Linked DNA regions of Oryza sativa: region 1 is linked to region 2. The links are chromatin contacts, called in public HiCAR-type maps. All regions are on one chromosome and are shown on one strand. The core of a region is the stretch at or near the end of the contact, and the rest is flanking DNA. Distances in the headings are between cores, read along the strand shown. Region 1 holds the start of LOC4352156 (autophagy-related protein 101). Region 2 holds the start of LOC4352146 (UDP-glucose 6-dehydrogenase 4-like).

Region 1 (6,550 bases), core at 3,022-5,521, 240 kb before region 2:
GATCCAAAAAGGACATTTTTTTTTAGATAATGCCAATAAGGACATTTAGGGAAACGTCTATAAGAATTTAAGACCTCATACATCCTCACCAAATAAGAGGAATCAATCACTGGCCTTTAGAAATCACTGAGGAAATGGTATTTGACTACCCTAATTATATTGCCCTACTTTACTTCCAGAGTACATCCTGCACTCTTCTGATGGAAGAAATGTAAAACTTAATTTTCTGTAGGGATGGCAGTAATGCCCACAGGCTCGGGTATCCATGGATACCCGACCCGATGGGCAGGGGCGTGGGCGCGTTCTTTTGTCCGTGGGCACGCCCGACCCGACACCCGTGAACTTAGTGGGCGCAGCCGGTTTTTATATTTTGCCCACAGGTAACCCATGCCCGACCCGAAAATTTGTAGCACATCTATATCCAATTATCCATCAGGCATGCCATCAATAGTTTAACATCCCTCCTCAGGCCCAGCCCATTGGCCCATTTGTATGAGGCGGTATATATATTTCACATCTCTGCATAACCCTAACCCTAGTCCCTCACTCCCTCGCGTCTCTCTCTCTCAGTCTCTCTCTCTCGGGCTCTCGGCGCACGGGAGGGAACGAGCATAGGCGGCGGCGCACGGGAGGGAGCGCGGGCGGCGGCGCGGCGGCGCAAGGGAGGAAGGGAGCAGGCAGAGGGACCACAAGTGGCGGCACATAGATGGCGGCGCACAGCCGCACGGGAGGGAGCAGGCGGTGGCGCACGCAGGCAAGCCTGATCTTATGCCAGATCTGATATTGGTGTTGTGACTTGTGAGCTGAGATTAAGTGTTGAACTGAGATATTGCTGGCTTTGTTGTGCAACTGATGGCTGCCCTGATTAATTGATATTGCTGGCTTTGTTGTGCAAGTCTTGATGTTGATGTCATGATGTAGATGTTGTAAGTGTTGAACTTAAATTATGTGTGTAGATGTGGTTTTGTTGTAACTTTTGCATTTATACTTCTGTTTTTAAAATTTGTGCTATCCAGTGGGTACCCGTCGGGCATACCCGTTCCCGTCAGACATGGGCACAGGCATGGGGTTTTTGCCCGATAGACCTGGCGAGTGTGGGTTGGGCACGGGCATGTGAGTTTCGGGTTGGGCACGGGCATGTGGGTCTCGGGTCAGGCATGGAATTCCTTACTTAAGATGTCGCCGCGCACCGAAACCAAGCCGCGGAGGCCAGCAGCGGCTGCGCTATTCTGCGCCACGCCACCGTCGATTCACCGAGCGGTGATCGAGGGAGGCGCCCGAAGACCGCGTTTCGGGAAATTTTTTTTTTTGGGGAGGGGGGGGAAGAGGGGGTGGAGGCGGCGGGAAATTTTCATGCGCAAATCCTAGCAGCAGAAACGACTTGCACCGAAATTTTTTTTTAGTTTTCTCAAACTTCCCCTCTAGGTATCTCTCTCTAGGAGGAGATGAGCCACTAGCCCACGATTGGGCATTAGGACCTAATAATTTTTTTTTGCGTGCGTACCGCTTTGTTACTTCAGCTTGTGTTTTCACCACGGAAGAAGTTCATCTGAGGTCCCTTGACTCGTCAATGAATCCAATTTTTCGTCTTTCAACTGGAAAACCAGATACAACGGGTCCCTCGACTGTCAAAACAGGTGCAATATAGGTCCTATAGCGGTTTAGACGGCGGTTTTAGCTAACGTGACGCCTACGTGGCTAATTTGACTCGGTCTTCATCTGATGTGGCATATGAAGCAAAATTTCACAACTTTAAAAATAAAACAAAATATGAGCCCACATGTCAGTCAAATAATAAGATTAAAAAATAGTGGGACCCACATGTCAGTGATCCCCTTCCTCTAGCCCATCCCCTCTCTTCTCTATTAACTCCCCTTCTCCCTCTCTTCTCTATCTCCTCATCTCCTCATCCCATTCTCCTTCCATCTCCTCGTCGACGCCTGCACTGTCGCCAACGCCGCCGGAGACCGAGAGGGTGGTGGAGGTCAAGCTCTACCACAAGCCCGTCGTGCTCGCCGGCCTCCTGCTACCGCCCGATGCTAGTGACGACGGCTACCTCCTAGACCTAATATCGTGGCTCGATGAGCAGCCGGGCACGGATATGACGGAAGAAGTCGCCTCCGCCTAACGCCCGTGACCGTCTAGCACATCGCCTCATCTATCCTCTCTCTCGAGCTGCGCGAGCCCGACGGTGCCACCTCGTCTCCTCTTTCCTCCACTGCCGTGCCGTCCGCTTACCAAGAAGGACCAGCTCACCGCCGCCAGAGGATGACACCATCGCCATCTGTATCTGCTCACGCCTGACACCGTCGACGCATCCGACCTCGGCTACCTCCCCCACCTTGGTCGGCGACGGAGACGCGAGGCCGCAGCTGTGGCCTAGTGATGGTGTCTCGATCACCATCCCTTCTCCTCCTCCTCCTCTTCCTCCTCCACTCCGCCACTGCCTTTCGCCGCCATCCACAGTGTTTGCTCCCACGCCGCAAATGCCAAGAAAAATGTGCCGCTCACACTGAGAGAAAGGGAGAGAAACAAAGAGAGAGAGGGGTAAGGAGAGGATGTGTTAGTGATATCTGGGGTCCGCTAATTTTCATGTGCGTCCCACTAGTTCTTACTCTCTCCATACTCGAAAAGAAAGTCGTTCAGGACAATGTTTAAGTCAAACCTTAGGAATATAAATCATGAATAATTCTCAAGTTGTTGAGTTTGAAAATATAAAAAATATATGAATAGATTTGTCTTGAATAATACTTTCATAAGAGTATACATATATCACATTTCAATAAATATTTTTATAGAAACAAGAAGTCAAAGTTGTGTTTTGGAGACTGTGTCGCTGTCCAAAACGACTTCCTTTACAGGTACGGAGGGAGTATCTTCTATCTGATTGACATGTGGGCTCCACTTTTTTTATTTTAATTTTTGTATTTTGCTTCCGTTGCCACATCATCGCCACGTAAGACGAGAACAAGTCAAACTAGCCACTTAGATGCCACGTCAACCAAAACCGCCATCCAAACCGCCTTGGGATCTTTTTTGCACCGGTTTTGACAGTTGTGGGATCGGTTGTATCTGGTATTACGGTTAAGGAATGAAAATCGAATTCGCTCTCAAGTTAAGGGACTTAAAATGAACTAATTCCTTTCGTTGCCGCTGCTCTGTTCATCGGCTGCCCCATAAAGATGGGTCACACATATAAGGGTGGGACCCACCTGTCAGTCCCCCAGCTGAGCCCTGCGGTTGCTTCACTTCTCCTACCCAATCCAACAAAACTCCGCAATCAAAACAGGAGCGGATTTATTTATATCAAGAAAAAAAGGAAGAAAATTTGCCAACTACTCATTTCTGGATCGCTTCAATATTGGCCTGACCACGAATATTTCAATTACCGTTTTCAAAGAATTACAGTTAGAAATTGATAAAATTACTATTGAATTCTCCATCAGTGAACCTCAGTTCTCTTCACCAAGCCAATATATTCGTCCCCAAATTCTACCTTCGCCACCGACCACACTCGATTAAAAGAAAAACAACATAGCACTTCACTTACACCTAATACTCTTCCTTCTCGAAAGAAATTAAACATATTACTATCGTATTCTCCCTGGGTGAACCTCCACTATATGTTCCACATCAATATATTCATCCCCAAATTCTAACCTTCGCCACAGAACAAGCACGATTAAGAAACAAAAGAACAACATAACACCTAGATTACACCTAATATACTCTTCCTTCCCACTGTGCCAATTTTGAGTCAGCCAAGGCGAATACACTACAACCTGAGTGATTTTCTCAGGAAATTAACCGAACAAGAAGAAGAAGAAGAAAAAAAGGAACGAATCTGCTTCAAAGAACAGGGAGGGAGCACACCGAATCACTCACCCGAGATGGCGCCGCGAGCCGAAACCAAGCCGGCGGAGGCCAGCAGCGAGCGGTCGCCGTCGAATCGCCGAGGTGGTGGTCGGGGGGAGGCGCGAGGAGCCGCGTTTTTTTTTCTTTTTTTTGGCGGGAGACTGCGGGAAACTTGCGCGCGCAAACCCTAGTAGCGGAGAGCCGGAGACGAGTTTCCCTCACCAAAAATCCTTCTTGTCACTTTCCGCGTGGGCCCACATGGCAGTCTCCTGCTGGACGGTGGGTCCCTCGTGTGGCAGTGGGACCCATATGTCAGTGGCACAGCTGCGTTTGCTTCGCTTCTCCTACCCGGTAACCGAAACAGGAGCGGATTTATTCCCTTATATTTATATGTGGAAAAAATTAAAATAAAATCGGATTCTTCTCTTCTCGTGGGGATTCCGGCGAGGATTTCGGCGAGCAGGGGGGCGATCGATCGAGAGCGTCCGCCGCCGCCGCCGCGGAGGTAGGAGGGAGGGGAGAGAGACCGGTCGCGATGAACTGCGAGACGTGCCAGCTGAAGGAGCTGGTGAGATCCAGCGCCGCCTCCCTCCCTCCCTCTCTCATGTTGGGGGGGATTTTTTTTTTTTTTGTGGGGGGAGGGGGGTGATAATTTGTGCTTCGAAGAAGAGGTTTTTTACTGACGGTTTAATGATGGTTTTTAATCGCATGTGGTGCACTAGGAGCTGGAACAGGATGAGATCAAAGATGTGCTTCGATGTGAGTTTTTTTCTATTTCACCTCTTGTTGATGAGTAGTACTCCTACATCCTAGTTATTATTGCACGCACTTTCTGTTTCCTTGATGAATACAATGTGTGAATTTTGCCCAAATCAGAGGATCAACTTTGTAAGGAAGACAAACAAAACTTTTTAATGAAGGATTTTGTGCTATGTGCTGCACATGTAAGCTTCTTGAGATCGAAAATTCAGATTTTTTTTTTCTTTTAGGGACAAACTAGTGATTGTTTGGTTCGGAGTCGTATATTGCAAAAAAAGAAAAAAGTCCCTTTTTCAGTGAATCAAAGGAAGCATCGACCATGGTGAATACTAGCAGGTGGTAGTGGAATAAGGATTACAACCATTAAGATTAGTCCATCCCTAATTATAAAGAAGCATCTTGTGTGAAGTGTCTATGATGGTAGAGGGAGAGATGGGGATCTGGCTGTATTCCATAATGCAATGTTATATCTGGATCTAATTATTCTATCTGCAGCACTTCTGTGACATAACATGATATATGGTTCAAGAATCTAATTAGTCGCAACTTAGATGTTGTTTTCCTGATTTCATTACTTTTTTCAAGTTGAGCTTCCATCCAGATGTGTTATTCTTATGTCTGTCCACGCTATGTTGGTAGTGATGTTATGTATGAATATGTTGCAGGCATTTTACATACGATCTTCTTCCACCGAACTCTTACTCTTGTTCGGCCTAAAGATGTTGACTGCGATCTCTTTGAGATCACCTATGTGAGTACTGTTTTCTTTCTTGAAGAACCATGTTACAGCCCATTTCATCTGTCTATTTGATGTTGCAAACAATTTTGCAAGGTTTCCAATTTAAGGAATTATGATCTGATGACGTTTGCTGGACTTGGTTCCAAACAAATAATCTTGTTCTTTCTGCATGCTTCTGCCCCCAGGTTCAATGCGGACTTCCTGACTTAGAAAAGGAGGTGGATGAAAAGATCAACCAGTTCATTGCTTGGGTGGAGAAGCATCCAAATCGAAGAAGCCAGGTTTGTTTGATATTCATAATCATTATACTCTGCCGTTTACACATTTGCGTTATTTGGTTTTAATACTGGGGGAGTTCAATATATTAGGTCTGCCTGTCCTTCTTTGACGAAAAGAACAAAAACCCAAGCTGGTTCACCAGCAAAACTGAGAGGATTTACTGGGAACAGTGGTTCATCAATTTGCATGTCATAAGCCCTAAAGGACATGGAAAATCACGTAGCTCCAAAGCATCAACAAGTATTCGAGGTTTTTTTTCTTACAGCTCATTCTTCAGGATTGTATTATTTCACATGTATATAGCAAATCATCGGCAAACTAATTTCTGTTGACATTTCCCCTCAGGGAAAGCGTTGGAAGAGGCCAGCTCCAAGCGTGCTGCGCTGGGGTTGCTGATCCAGGAAGTCCTTTTCCAGATCATCAACTTCGCCAATGAGAAAAAAGACCATATTCCTCCAATCTCCGATAGGATATTCAATCACGAGATCTCGATCCCCAGGTGCATATTTTCATTTACATATCTAATTGCACTGAACATTTCGTTGGGTACCCTCTGATGACAGATGAATTCTGTAAGTTTGTTGAAGATTCTGTATCAATATCTGAATCTCCAGGTGACACCTTTTCCTTGGACGTGTTGACAGCTCTTCTGATTCTGTATTCGGGTGGAACGCCGACGTCCTTAGAAGAGTGTTGAATAGTTGAACTGAAGACGGTGATCATCAAGTACGCCATGTCCAGCGTTGGGATAGAAGATAACCCCCTATGTGGTCGTTCTGTCAAAGATGTCAAGCCATTGTCATGAACAGTATCATATTGTACAGAATAATTTAGGTAATAATAGAACAGACAGAAACCAACGATTTTACTCACTGGAGATGTAAATATTTCCCTTGTTAATCTGTGACCAAAAGCAGT
Region 2 (6,232 bases), core at 2,644-5,143:
TATTAAGACAATAAACATGACATGAACAATGTGAGGTGATCTAGTGATAAAATTAAACATAACCAGGAGCATGCTTAAGATAAAATAAGCATCAACATCATTTAGAGAACGCAATAACATTGCGACTAACAGATGTAACAAAAACAGAGATAGCAGTAGGATGGTATACCCTGTAAAGGTCCCTCCGCTGGATTGTGAGACAGAACTGCCTCCGTTGGTGTTGTCGATCGGTGCGACTCCAGTTCCTGGCGCACCTCCGTTGACGCCGCCACCAGTAGACATTGCCGCGACGCATACCGAACAGAACCACCGACGATGATGAAGAGAGAGCAGTTGTACGGAAGCACTCCTTAAAAACCTGATCACCCGCCTACCCGGTGCAGATCTCAGGCGAAGGTGTGGTTTCGGAGGCCCTGCTCGTTCCGATCATTCGTGCGCGCAAGCAATCAGAACCGGGGAAGCAGAAGCAGCACAGGCGCAAGCGTGGAGGAAGAACCAGCGATGGGAGAAAGCGTAGAGATCTGATCGGAGGAAGAACCAGTGATGGGAGAAAGCGTAGAGATCTGACCGGGGGTCTCTATTTCCTAATAGCGTCGGAGAGGAATCCGCACCCGTTGCGGACGCGACGCACGCCTCGCCTCGCCCACGGCCGGCTCGGCTCGGCGCGCGCGCGTGTGGCTTTCCGATCCCCACCTCAACCGGTTAACAGGTAGCCTCCAATAACTCTCTATTTAAGTTGAGATACTCCACTTTTAATTCTCAGGGCGATATTATTTTCTTTAACATTTATTATGGGCCCTTGAGATTTTAATAGAAAAATCGGGCCTAGCCCATTTATTCTAACAGTTAGTTCAGTTAAAAAAACAAGTGGTTATATGTTAGCCTACTGCCCCTGCTCACGTCTAATTGCCGTTAATGTTTTTTTTCTCCTAACATATTTCTATATTTATAGGTCCTTATATACCTGGAACTAAAATTTCATGAAATTCCATGGTACACTTAAATACCACTCGAATTTGCCGTGTTCCCTTTTCTATCACTACCGTCCAACTCCGTTATTTGTTCCGGGTTTTCTTTTCTTATTTGTGAAAACATTTGTGTTAAGTACCAGAGCTGCCCCTCCTGGTCAAGAATTGGGAGGCAAGTTGTGACCCTTGTCGCTGTCTAGCTCCGGTCACCGGATCATCTCCGGCTCTCTTCTCCAGTGGTTGGTCAGAGGAGAGGCAGCACCAAAAAAATTGGACCAATCTTTTCATTCAGTTACAGCATATTACACATTTATTGCCGAGCCAAAAACAATGAAACCAGAGCAAACAAGACTGCTGCAGTTTGGCCAAGAAAAAATTGCATCATTAATCTTTAGCGACACAAGAATACATTTGAAGAATAAATCGGCTATAAGAATTCATGTCATCATACAAGATTGAGGGTGGCACTCAAACGGTAGAGGCCTGAAGATTTCAGATCTACAATGGTGCAACACAAGAAAAACTTGAACAAAGATACTAACAGAAATCAACTTTCTGTTTGACAAAATGGTAGCCTCTCCTGTATGTAAAGACGAACAACGAGCTATAAAAAATGATGGTCAACCAAATTCCTCTTCGACGCAGACTCTCTTCAGCACCAGCAGAGTGTAGAGAGCTATGAGGTTCAGGTGTGGAATATGGAAAATTATTATGCAACCGCGGGCATGTCCTTGAGCCAGGCATCAAGCGGCTTGCCGATGGAGTAGACGATGAACCCAATCTCCCTGAGCTTCTCGGCATCGACCACATTGCGCCCATCAAAGACGAATGCAGGCTTCTGCATGTTGTCAAAGATCTTCTGGTAGTCCAAGGTCTTGAACTCGTCCCACTCGGTGAGGATGCAGACACCATGGGCCCCCTTGGTGGCCTCATATGCATCCCACACCACGCTCACCTGCTTGAATGCAGTGGGGCTGGTCGGCTGCAGGTGCATCGGGTGGTCCCAGTCGAACTTGCTCATGGCGAGGTCCCGCTGGATCTGGTCCTCGGTGACCTGTGGATCGTAGATGCTGATCTGTGCCTTGTCACCCAACAGACCGTGGCACACATCAATGGCTGGTGTCTCCCTGGTGTCACCGGTGTCCTTCTTGAACGCAAAGCCAAGGACGGCGATCTTCTTGCCGGAGACTGTGTTGAACATGGAGGACACAACGCGGTTGACAAACCGGCTCTTCTGGTAGTCGTTGATCTTGATGACCTGCTTCCAGTAGTTGGCCACCTCGGGAAGGCCATTGCACTCGCAGATGTACACAAGGTTCAGGATGTCCTTCTGGAAACAGGATCCACCAAAGCCAACACTGGCGTTCAGGAACTTGGGGCCAATCCTGGAGTCCTTTCCCACAGAGTAAGCAACCTCGGCCACATTGGCACCAGTCGCCTCGCATAGGGCGGAGATGGCATTCACAGAGGAGATCCTCTGTGCCAAGAACGCGTTGGCTGCGAGCTTGGAGAGCTCAGCGGACCACAGGTTGGTGGTGATAATCCTGTCCTCAGGAACCCAGTGGGCGTACACCTCCTTGAGAGCCTGAACAGCCTTCTTGCCCTCAGGGGTCTCCCGGCCACCAATGAGCACTCTGTCAGGCTTGAACAGATCTTCGATCGCAGTGCCCTCCGCGAGGAACTCCGGGTTTGAGAGGATCTGGTAGTTGATGCCCTTGCTGTTGTGGGTCAAGATCTTCTCAATGGCCTCTGCAGTCTTGACAGGGACAGTGGACTTCTCAACAACGATCTTGTCAGACTTGGAGACATCAGCAATCATCCGAGCAGCACTTTCCCAGTAGGTGAGGTCAGCAGCCTTGCCTGCTCCAAGACCACGGGTCTTGGTGGGGGTGTTGACAGATACAAAGATGATGTTCGCCTCGGCGACATGCTTCTCCACATCAGTGCTGAAGAAGAGGTTCCTGCCTCTGCACTCCTTCACGACCTCATCGAGGCCAGGCTCGTAGATCGGGAGCTGTTCGCTGTTCCAGGCATCAATGCGAGGCTTGGAAATGTCAACAACCACCACCTCGATTGCTGGGCATTTGAGGGCAATGACGGCCATGGTTGGGCCGCCGACATAGCCAGCTCCAATGCAGCAGATCTTCACCATCTTCTCAGCTTAGTTCTGAAACTGTGATAATGAAAACTGATTTTCAGGAGATTGAAGAATAAGCACTAAAAGTAATTATATAGATCAGAACTTGTAAGCAGCATTTTTGAGTTAATAGAAGCTATCTAGATACACAGTTTACAAGCACAATGACCAATATGTCAAAAGAAACATGCAAAGACTGCTAGGCTGTGAAATACATTTAGTCAGGTTCTGAGGAACACAATTAAACTGATAAACCAATGAGCAGTTCATGATAATAATATGTGCCTATTGGTGTCAAACTGCATCAGGAGAATGACAGATGGAGATCCGTCACCACAACAACACTAACAAAAAGTTTAGCTAACGAATTCAAGTTACGAGCAGAATAATAATGCCTCTAATTCATCAACGACGACAGCACTGTAGCAAGCAGTAAAATAAAAGGAAATAGTTCCAAACAGGGGTGAAAGGAAACAAATTTAATGGCACAAACACAGAGTAAATCAAGTTACTGAATCTAGCAAGGGATCATATATGTGCAAGGCATGAATCTCAAGCAAATTCAGAGATTCACAGCATTAAGTATCTTGAGATGAACAACTAAAACAGGAAACCACACAGCTTGCATGGTCCATACTCGAACTACAGATCAACCGCAGAAGTATGCACGAGATCATGAAGAATCTTACCAGATCTCAAGAACTTAAGACAGATCTTGAGGAGAACACCGACAGAGAAGAGAAATGGGAGGCAGCCTCTTGTATGCAGAGGGAAGCTGCCTACGATATGCACTCAGAGGGAGGCCTCAGCTCCTTATATGCCCCTTCCCACAAACCCAGCAGATCAGATCTACCCCCCCTCCGAAAAATTTACCGTGTCAAGGCTGGTCAGAAATCTGGAATAAATGAGCAGGTGTGAGTTGGTCTTATGCTTTGCCAAGAGGCCACCAAACCTCCACTAATCAAAAAAGGTTCCCATGAGTCCATGACACACCACCAAACCTCTTTAAGCTAACCAATTAAGAAAAAAGAACAGCTAATTAAAAAATGGTTGCTTTGTCATTATGGTATAATTGAACAGCATGTGATCAGATTTGCCACCATCTTACGCATCTATCTCTACTGCCATTCGGTGTACACAACTAACTAAAGGTCAGACATGGGGAACCGAAATGGCTGTCTACATGCAACCCATGAAGCTACATGTAACAGCATCATGTAACAGCATCATGTACAGCTTGGGATAAGTAAATTAACAGCATTTTAATATTCCATAAGTCAACTACAGCAGCAGCCAACTAATTATTGGGGTCGGTCAGAACAACACATGATGCAAAAACCCAGGCTGGAAAAAGTTACCGCGTTAGATTGGGATGTAAGAAATGGTAAAGCTGTATCCATCCATCAATCCATCCAGTGGAAGCAATAGAATGCTTCAGAGCTTGGACACCGTCAAATTCAGCAAGTTGATGGCTTGAGGCTGATGCCTTCTCCAACCAAACCAAAGCAAGTGTATCATAAATTTTTTGCACTGGTATGATAACTGGTTAAGATGCAGAGACTGAATCTTCCATAGCGAAAAAAAACTCCAGCATCCATGGTAGCAAAAAAGAAAAGAAAAGAAAAGAAAAGAATAACTCTGAAGAAAATTCTGCAGAAAAACGTGTGAATTCCCGGAGTTTCAGGTCGCTGTCATCTGATTGCTGCAACTAATAATAGACCAAGAAAACTCCCGTTTTCTTTCTCCCATTCACATAGCGGGAGACGTCGGTGGCGGCGTGGACACACCATCAGGGCAGAGGGTCGCACCAGAGTGAGGAGGGTATGGAGATGGAATTGGATCGGGAGCGCACCGTCGCGTGGGGAGGTGCCGGCGGCGCGCAGATCCGGGTCCGGGTGGGCGTCGGCGTCGGCGTCGGCGGCGCGCGGATCGAGGCGGAGATCTGGACTCTCTTGCGGCGCGTGGCTGGCCGTGAGGGTTGCTGGATGGGTCGGCACCGGCGGGTGAAGAGACGGCGGCTGCTGCGGTTGCGGGTGGTGGTGGTGGTGGCGGTGGTGGTCGCCGGCGGCGGCGGCGAGCGAGGAGGCAATGGAGGCGGGCCCGTGGTGGGTTAGGGTAGACGAGGCCCAGGCTTAGGTAAGGCCCCGAGAAGGCCCAATAGGCCCATAGGTGGACTGTGTCTGGCCCAGCTTGCCCAAACAGGAAATGGGCCCATCTACCTAATGGCCCAGTTCTTAGCAGAAGAAGTAAGAGCGAACTCTAATGGGCTGCCTATTTATACCTCCTTAGGAAAAAGTACACTGAAAAATCATCCCTCAACCCAAAAATCAGATATATAACATCCCTTAACATACAAAATTGGGTCACTCTAGGTCCTTGGGTGGTTTTGACCCCGGTTTTGTCCTACGTGGCAGCTGAGTTAGCATGGGGCCCACGTAGGTCCCACATGTCAATGACTACTTCCTTTCCTCTCTTCTGGCAATCGGTGGCGTGGGAGGACTGAGAAGCGTGGCTGACGACAGGCGGGGAGAGGAGCGGAGGTGGAGACGGACGCGGCGGCGGCGCCACCGGCGATGGCCTCGCCCTCACCTCGCTCTCCTCTCTGCTCGATGAGAGGCGACTCAAGCGCTCGCCCACGTGTCCCCCTGGGTGCTGCGCCCTCCGCCGCTCCCAACTCGGCGGTGGTGGCCCTCATTGGAGGTGCCGGCCGACGAACAGGATCTGCGCAATGGGAGAGGAGGACGACGTCGGGCAGCGCAACTGGAGAGGAAGACAACATTAGACGGCGCCGGCTTGTAGATGAAGCGTGCCGCCCTCTCCCCGTCGGTCGCTGCACCAATCCCAACGCTCGCTTCCCACCGAGGACGGGCTTGAACATGGCGGCGGCGCGGCCAGTCGAGGACCGCCCGTGGTCGGAGCAGCCGCTACTGGAGCCGTGCAAGCAGCGCCGCCGCTGAGAGCTTGAGGGGTGGGAGGGATGGCGCAAGGACGGAGGAGGACGGCCGGAGCGGCTGCTCATTAGGGCTCGACTTCGACGACAATGGCGAGCTCTTCTCCATGGGTCGCTCTTCCACTGTGGCTCATATGGGCTCGCTCTTCCACTCATCTCCCTGTCCGTCACCGCGTG

What was found. HiCAR-type assays count read pairs that join an accessible place to other places.
Region 1: a contact with region 2 is called in a HiCAR-type map of leaf, with 2.4 times the contacts expected there. The contact joins the promoter of LOC4352156 here to the promoter of LOC4352146 in region 2. A contact is called at or near these places in 3 of 15 Hi-C or Micro-C datasets (leaf, seedling and an unstated tissue) and 2 of 4 datasets of contacts at active chromatin or transcription factors (both in leaf).

Annotation. Positions count from the first base shown.
Region 1 is chr12:15,556,077-15,562,626 of ASM3414082v1, reverse strand. LOC4352156 (autophagy-related protein 101) reads left to right here and starts at 4,271. Exons shown (of 7, transcript XM_015763195.3): 1 at 4,271-4,423; 2 at 4,578-4,614; 3 at 5,280-5,365; 4 at 5,539-5,634; 5 at 5,722-5,881; 6 at 5,978-6,131; 7 at 6,247-6,550. The coding sequence starts at 4,391. The coding sequence ends at 6,250. It overlaps LOC9271078 (putative bifunctional dihydrofolate reductase-thymidylate synthase), which reads right to left and starts at 4,018. Exons shown (of 10, transcript XM_066306260.1): 1 at 3,886-4,018.
Region 2 is chr12:15,314,057-15,320,288 of ASM3414082v1, reverse strand. LOC4352146 (UDP-glucose 6-dehydrogenase 4-like) reads right to left here and starts at 3,893. Exons shown (of 2, transcript NM_001423493.1): 1 at 3,795-3,893; 2 at 1,329-3,141. The coding sequence starts at 3,120. The coding sequence ends at 1,678.